Regions from separate parts of the Gossypium hirsutum genome. Here region 1 is linked to region 2. The links are chromatin contacts, called in public Hi-C maps. All regions are on one chromosome and are shown on one strand. Each heading gives the region's core, a stretch centred on a gene start, on an enhancer-like site or on the middle of the called end of the contact. The rest is flanking DNA. Distances are from core to core; before and after follow the strand shown. Region 1 holds the start of LOC107900630 (helicase-like transcription factor CHR28). Region 2 holds the start of LOC107900626.

What was found. Hi-C and Micro-C count contacts between places; a contact is called where the count stands out from the background.
Region 1: a Hi-C map of leaf shows a contact between it and region 2, with 1.8 times the contacts expected there. The contact joins the promoter of LOC107900630 here to the promoter of LOC107900626 in region 2. A contact is called at or near these places in 9 of 34 Hi-C or Micro-C datasets (callus, fibers and leaf).

What each region holds. Positions count from the first base shown.
Region 1 is chrD06:43,681,483-43,684,799 of Gossypium_hirsutum_v2.1, reverse strand. It overlaps LOC107900630 (helicase-like transcription factor CHR28), which reads right to left and starts at 1,302. Exons shown (of 13, transcript XM_041095854.1): 1 at 709-1,302; 2 at 139-214; 3 at 1-40. The coding sequence starts at 870.
Region 2 is chrD06:43,486,995-43,490,426 of Gossypium_hirsutum_v2.1, reverse strand. LOC107900626 reads left to right here and starts at 1,614. Exons shown (of 5, transcript XM_016826293.2): 1 at 1,614-2,349; 2 at 3,084-3,133; 3 at 3,213-3,290. The coding sequence starts at 2,212. It overlaps LOC107900627, which reads right to left and starts at 764. Exons shown (of 3, transcript XR_005914915.1): 1 at 288-764.

The DNA of each region.
Region 1 (3,317 bases), core at 53-2,552, 190 kb before region 2:
GCCCTAGCATCTGAATCATCGGAATTATTTCTTAAACAATCTGCAAAAGTAAACCCCGAGCAAGGAAATATCATCAAATTTTCATTATATATATAAAAAACAGAAACTTAGAAAAATGCTTGTGCAAAGAAATTTTACCACTTTGAAACTGGATGGATTCAAGATCTGAGTCCCCTTGAGACATATTTCTAAGCGATGGATCTTCTGGATTAATCTGCAATTTAACAAAGAAAGAATAACCTATCTAGGAAAAGAATAGAAAACAAGATTGAACTTCTACCGAGAAACAAGGGCTAACAAAAAGCCATGAAATATCAGTTCCACAATCTATAACCTCGAGTTTAAGAGTGAAAGTACGCAAAGTCAATTACAATTTATGAGATGAATTTGGATTCCAGATTCGCAAATTAAGCAAGGAAGTACTTGAGTTAAATAAATTCCAAAATAATCATAGTAGAATGCGATAGTTCCAAATAAAGTAAGTTCAATTTCATTCAATTTCAAACAAGCTATGAACTATGTTCTCATAAAATCAGCTAAAATAAGCAACCATTGACTCATTTCCTAGGCTTTCCAATGGAGAGTACGTGATCTATACAACAAATTCCCTTTCAAAATTTCACAATTAAAGAGTAGGATTCCAGTAAAATCTTCACACTCCACACCCTAAAAGTGGCGCCAAATTAAACCGCAAAAGAAAGTAACTACCTGCGGAGGATCAGAGTTCTCCTCAAGAATACGATTGATGCTGTCGAGATCGATGCACATACCATCCCCAACGAAATCATCGAACTTATAATCAGCCGAGAGATCGCCACTTGACAAGATACCGAAGCTATCATTGCGGTTATCTTCCCCCATCATCAACATCAAACAAGAAGAAAGAAACCGAGAACCCTCACTTGCTTTTGGAAACCCTAAAAAAAAAGCTCTTGTGAAACCTAGCCGATTTACCGGACATAAAGAAACAAAGTATTGGATCCAATCAATACGAATCGCATCACTTCAACGAAGAAATTAGAGAGAAGTTTCCTCGACAGTTGGCGTTGGCGGTCTCAAACTTAGATGCGACTTTTTGTAAAGAAAAAACAAATGTAAGAGAATCGTGAAAGAATGCGGTGGCTCCTTTTTGGTATTAAATAAGGATTGGTTATTGTAGAAAGACTTTTGCGCAGACGAATTTTAGAATTTCCCATTTATATAAAAATATTATATATTATCTTAAATAAATAATTTGTCTCAATTTCTTCGGTAGGGCGGAGGACGGCGGCGGAGAAGACAATAAGAGGGGTGTCAGTCACGGACCCGACGTCGTATTGTACACACCTTTTACTTTTTTATTTAGGATGATTTTAGAGCGAAGTTGCGGAAGTCGGTGGAAGAGACACGCGAGTAAAACGCGCATGGTTTGATTTTTGGCGCGTGATTTGTACAAGGCTGACAATGGATGCCCAAAAAAAAAAACACCGTCAATGAGCAATTAGATTTGATTTTGGTTAGACTTATCTGATTACAAAAATAGATATAAATCGTCTCAACAAACCATTTCATTTGATTTTCTCAGTCTTATAATTTAGTTTTGATTCAAGCATTGTAAAAAGAGCTTCTTCAATTATTACAATTATAAATAAATAAATATATTTTTTTATTAGAAAGTAGAATATAAAAAGAAGATAAAATTATTTCCAATTAAATTTACCTAGGCAGAACCGGGGAGATTTCGAGGGTGGATGTCGGGGAATTTACGTCGCTTGGGATCGCGCTCTTTCTCTTACTTTTCATCAATTTCAGATTTACATAACAACGGGATTGTCCTCTACGTGAAAAACATGATGTGCTACATTAAAAACAATAACATTATGTTAAACGCATCATTAGGTATCATATCTTAAAATATCAATAATCATTGTTTCTTTTAATGCAAGTCAAATAAATGATAAAGCTATGGAAACATAAGCTTTTTTCTTTCCTCGATATTCTTAGTAACTTGCTTCCTATTATTCTTTGTTTTTATGCTGGTCTTTTGTGGTGAAAACAGAACAGTAAGCCATTGTTGACTTCTTCCATTTTTTTTTTTGAAGACAAGACAAAATAAAGTTGGAGCAACTTGTCTTTTTTAATAATAATTAATATTAAATAATTACCTTTTTATAAAAACAAAAAACATGGTTGGTAAGAGAGTTAGAGGAGTTCTAAATGTGTGTTAACATATAATCATTAAACCAATATAATATCATTCGGGTTCTTTTTTTTTTCAATTTTTTCTTAAAATAGGATGTTTCACAATTATTATTTTTAAATGTGTTTTTTTAATATTAATATTTGATACATGAATAATATATACATCACAATTGAATAAAGAGGTGATACATCGTTAAAAATGAAGTTAAATTAATTTAGCTTTAAAATTTTATGATGATGTGTCATCATTTTAGTAACCGGTGATGCACAGAATTATACATTATCAGTGTATTAAATATTAACTATTATTCAAGATCAAGCAACCTTAACATTAATGGGTTTGAAGGTCCATGCAGATAATCTTTGAAGAAAACTCAACATCTAAAAGTGCCAAGGTCCTACTTTTATACTAGAGATTCATCATGCAATATGATTCCCACCATTTAGGGTATGATAAAATAACCATACATTAACCTCGACACTTATGGATATATCATGGGTATTTTCAAAGGTTTCATCAATAATTTTGTACTTCAACTAATATGAACTTGACCTTAACTAGTTAGTTTAACCTCGATACATATCGATGTATCGTGTAAGTGTTTTTTTCTTTGTTTTAATGTTATTTGTGTTATTATTATTTTTTGAATATGTTATATACTATATTATTTTTATTTTTATGGTAGTTAATTAGTTCTTTATTGGATGATATTAAAAATTATTGAAATTGCTAGTATTGTTCCTAATATTAGTAATTTAATATTTTAAAGGCTCAAGTGGCAAAACGAGAAACCGATTTATCAACCTAGTCCATTATAATGGATTGGTTGTGATGGTTGATATAGACGTCCTATTCCAATTGGCTCATCCTATTAACATGACATTTAAGGATAATGTAGCATTAGAGAAAATGAAAAGGAGGATTCAAAGGAAAACTTGAGCTAGAAATATAAAGAGAATATCTAGTTGAAGTATAGATTTCTAGGGTCCACCAAAGGAGAAGTTTAGTATGTTGTAGTGACTTTTAATGATGATGTTAAGATAATTTTATTTGAAACTAACAACATGGTAATATTGTAGTCCAATTATATGTGGAGCTCAAAGCTGTTCACCATGGATACAAAGTTTTCAATTAT
Region 2 (3,432 bases), core at 365-2,864:
CATGGGAGAATGTTCTGAATCCGATTATGGCAGAGGCGTGAGCATGTTTACAGGTAGTCATATTCACAGAGGAACTGGGGTTTAGAGATGTTTGCGTAGAAGAAAACGCTTTAACGGTGGTAAAAAAACTAAAATCTACAGAAGAAGACAGATCGAACATAAGCAATTTGATAAAAGATATTAAGGGAAGAGTGCCCAAATTTAGAAGTATACAGTTCAGATTCGTAACTCGAATGGCAAATGAAACTACGCATGGGTTGGCGATGGAAAGTTAAAAATATGATTACCTTGTTTATTGGATGGAGGAAGCCTCGATGAAGGTGGAAAGGCTCGTTGATCGTGAGAGGAGGGGGCTTGTAAAGGGAAAGTAGGTTTGTGGCGATTGAGTCCGGATGTAAAAGGCGACTGATAGTTCGATGAACTCTGTGGCATACGGGGAGGCTGGGGAACAAAGTGACTATATTTGGAAATCTAGGATGGTTTGAGTGCCTCTATGGTTCACTGATGCAAGGAAGGGTTATGGTAGTTTCTTGAAGATGAAAGTACGCTTTCAGGCTTGGGGTCCTTTCGTTTCCTTGTTTTAGGTTTTTTTTCCCTTTTCTTTAGCTTTGTTGATAGTTTTCTTTATTGTTTCTATGATCCCCGAGGATTCGTTTGGTCGGCCAATTGTTGAAAGACAATTGTAAGGATAGATGATGATCGATGGCTTGTAACCGTTTGTTTTCTTTTTCTCCAAGTATTAAATGCATCAGTTGGTGATTTCCAAAAAACATTAATTGAAAACAGAAAATAGAATATTTAACGAAGAAGGGACAAATAACAATTCAAAAAATAATTTAATTACAAATCTAAAAAGCATTACAATTCCCTAGAACGAAAAAGAAAATCATTTAATGCAGTTACTACAGTATAAATTGATTACATTTTTAAAGGACTAGCAACATAAAGAAACAATATTACGCTCAACTATCAGTATATTTCATACTGAATTTGGTAGCTCTCCAAATAGTTGTATATTACTCAATTCACTTGAAGCTATTTTGGCCATATGATCGATAATCTTATTTTGAGATATCGAAACGTGATGAAATCTTACTTTTCAGTCACCCTTAAGCAAACTAAGTATTAAGCCTAACTCGCCCAATTTTCTATTGGTCGTTAAATAGGTTAAAATGGATTCTACCAAAAGCACGTAAGCTTTCTATATTCGTTCTCCCATACATTTGAAGACCTTGTATCACTGCTCTTGTTTCGACCTTAAATTTAATCTAATGACATTCTTAGAAATATTATTTTTTGTTTTTATAAATTAAAAAATGAGTGAGTGTTTAGTACACTAGTAGATTATCTTTTTTATTCCACAAACAACATTAAAAAATAGACATGTATTTTTTTATTAAATATTTTACTATGCTCTTATAGGACACATCTCAACCTTGGTTATAAGATCTAATATTGCAAATAAATATTACAAAATGTATTTTCTTTCCAACTATTGTATTCAAATTTATTCTAATTAAGTAGGAGTTAATTGTCATTAAAAAAAAAAGAAGCGAAGTGGGGATATATATATATATAAATAATAGACGAAGACAATTAGGTCAATCCAGTGTGTCCGAAAACCGAGAAGCTGAAGAAAAGACAGCGCCTTTGTTTCTTAACCAAACCAAAAAAATATTAATAAATATAAAAACCCAATCGCAGAAAACTAAACTTAAAGTTCCATACCCCTTTATTAAACCCAAAAAAAAAAAGTCTTCTCCTTGTCCATGTTTTTCTCACTCTAAAACAAATTATAATCTTTGAGATTATTTCCTGAAAAAAAATTTGAGATATATACATATTATCTCTCTTTTATTTCTACATTATTCTGCAAAATCTCGTCCGTTTTTTGGCTGATTTCACTTTTTTAAAATTTTGGCTACTTTCCGTTACATTAAAAATTCTAAACTTTTTATACCCTTCTAGTTCTAACGAGTTTCAAAATTCATTAAAAAAGAAAAAAAAACCTAAAGAGACCGCCTTTTGCTTTTGTTTCTGGGAATTCTTTTTATTTATTATAAGAGGGTGGCGTCGGCTAAGTGCGCCGGATGTGCCTGAGGAGAAGAGAAAGGCTACGGCTTTCTTGATTTAATAGAAATTTCCGGTGGTGGGTCGTCGTTGATTTTTTGGAAGTAATCGTGGGCCGTACACGTGTACTTAGGAACGGAGATGATAACGAGGACGTGGGGTACTTGGGAGGAGCTTTTGTTAGGTGGGGCAGTTCTCCGCCATGGTACCCGAGATTGGAACCTCGTCGCTTCGGAGCTCCGAACCCGAGCTCTTTCTCCTTTTGCCTTCACTCCCGAGGTTATTATACGATTAACACTTTTTTAAAATTTAATTAACAGAGTATTTTCTGATTTGATCCATTTCTCCCTTTTTAGGTATAAAATTGTTCTTCTTTATTAATTTTAGCATTAAAGAAATGAGAGTGAAACAAGACAAGGACATGAATGGTTACGTTTTATGCGGCAAACAAGTCTTGACATTAACATGTGTTTGTGATTTTGATTATTATTATTTAATTACTATTGTCAGGGTAATGGGGAAGTACTTGTCACGTGATTTCCACGTGACCAATAAGGATTAATGAAAATGCGTGAAGCTGAAAGCCTTGACTATTTTTGATCTTCACTTCTGGTTGGATTCTACTATAAAATGTATTTTAGGAGAATGAAAGCGCTCAATTTTTGTAAATGAGGGTAGTTAATAGTTCGCTTTGACTCCCTAAATATAAGTATTTGTGTTCGATATTCGTGTTTTGACATTTTGCCTAATGTTCGATAAAAAAGTTCAAGGTTCAAGGTTCATAGGATGTCGGTTACTTGAACTATTGAATGATATTTGAAATGCATCAGTATGAATTAACATCTTTATAATACGACTACATGATTAAGGATGTGCATTTAATTGACTTATGTTGAACTTTCCTTGTTTAAATGGGAGGGAGTACTAGGATAATGTTCCAGCTGTTAATGCAGTGTACTGAAATTATTTGTCCAAATGGTCGATTTTATTTTCCTACGTTATGGGGAATGCAGGCATGTAAGGCCAAGTATGAGGATCTACAACGACGTTACTCAGGTTGCAAGTGAGTAATCCTGTCCCGAGTTTGTTCGAGTATTATGTATTAATTTCCATAGTTACATTCTCAAGTATGCTTCTTTTAGAGCTTGGTTTGAGGAGTTACGTAAACAACGAATGGCTGAATTGAGGCGAGCTTTAGAGGAATCCGAAGATTCAATCGGGTGAGTAATTTGCCTCTATTGCCAAATGGGCTATGCTTTTAGTGGTTTTGAGTCTTGCTCCTATACTATTCCTTTGTAATCTGTCAATGGAGTTCCAAAATACTCAACACTTTAAGAAGATTCTCCGGTTTTTAATCATACA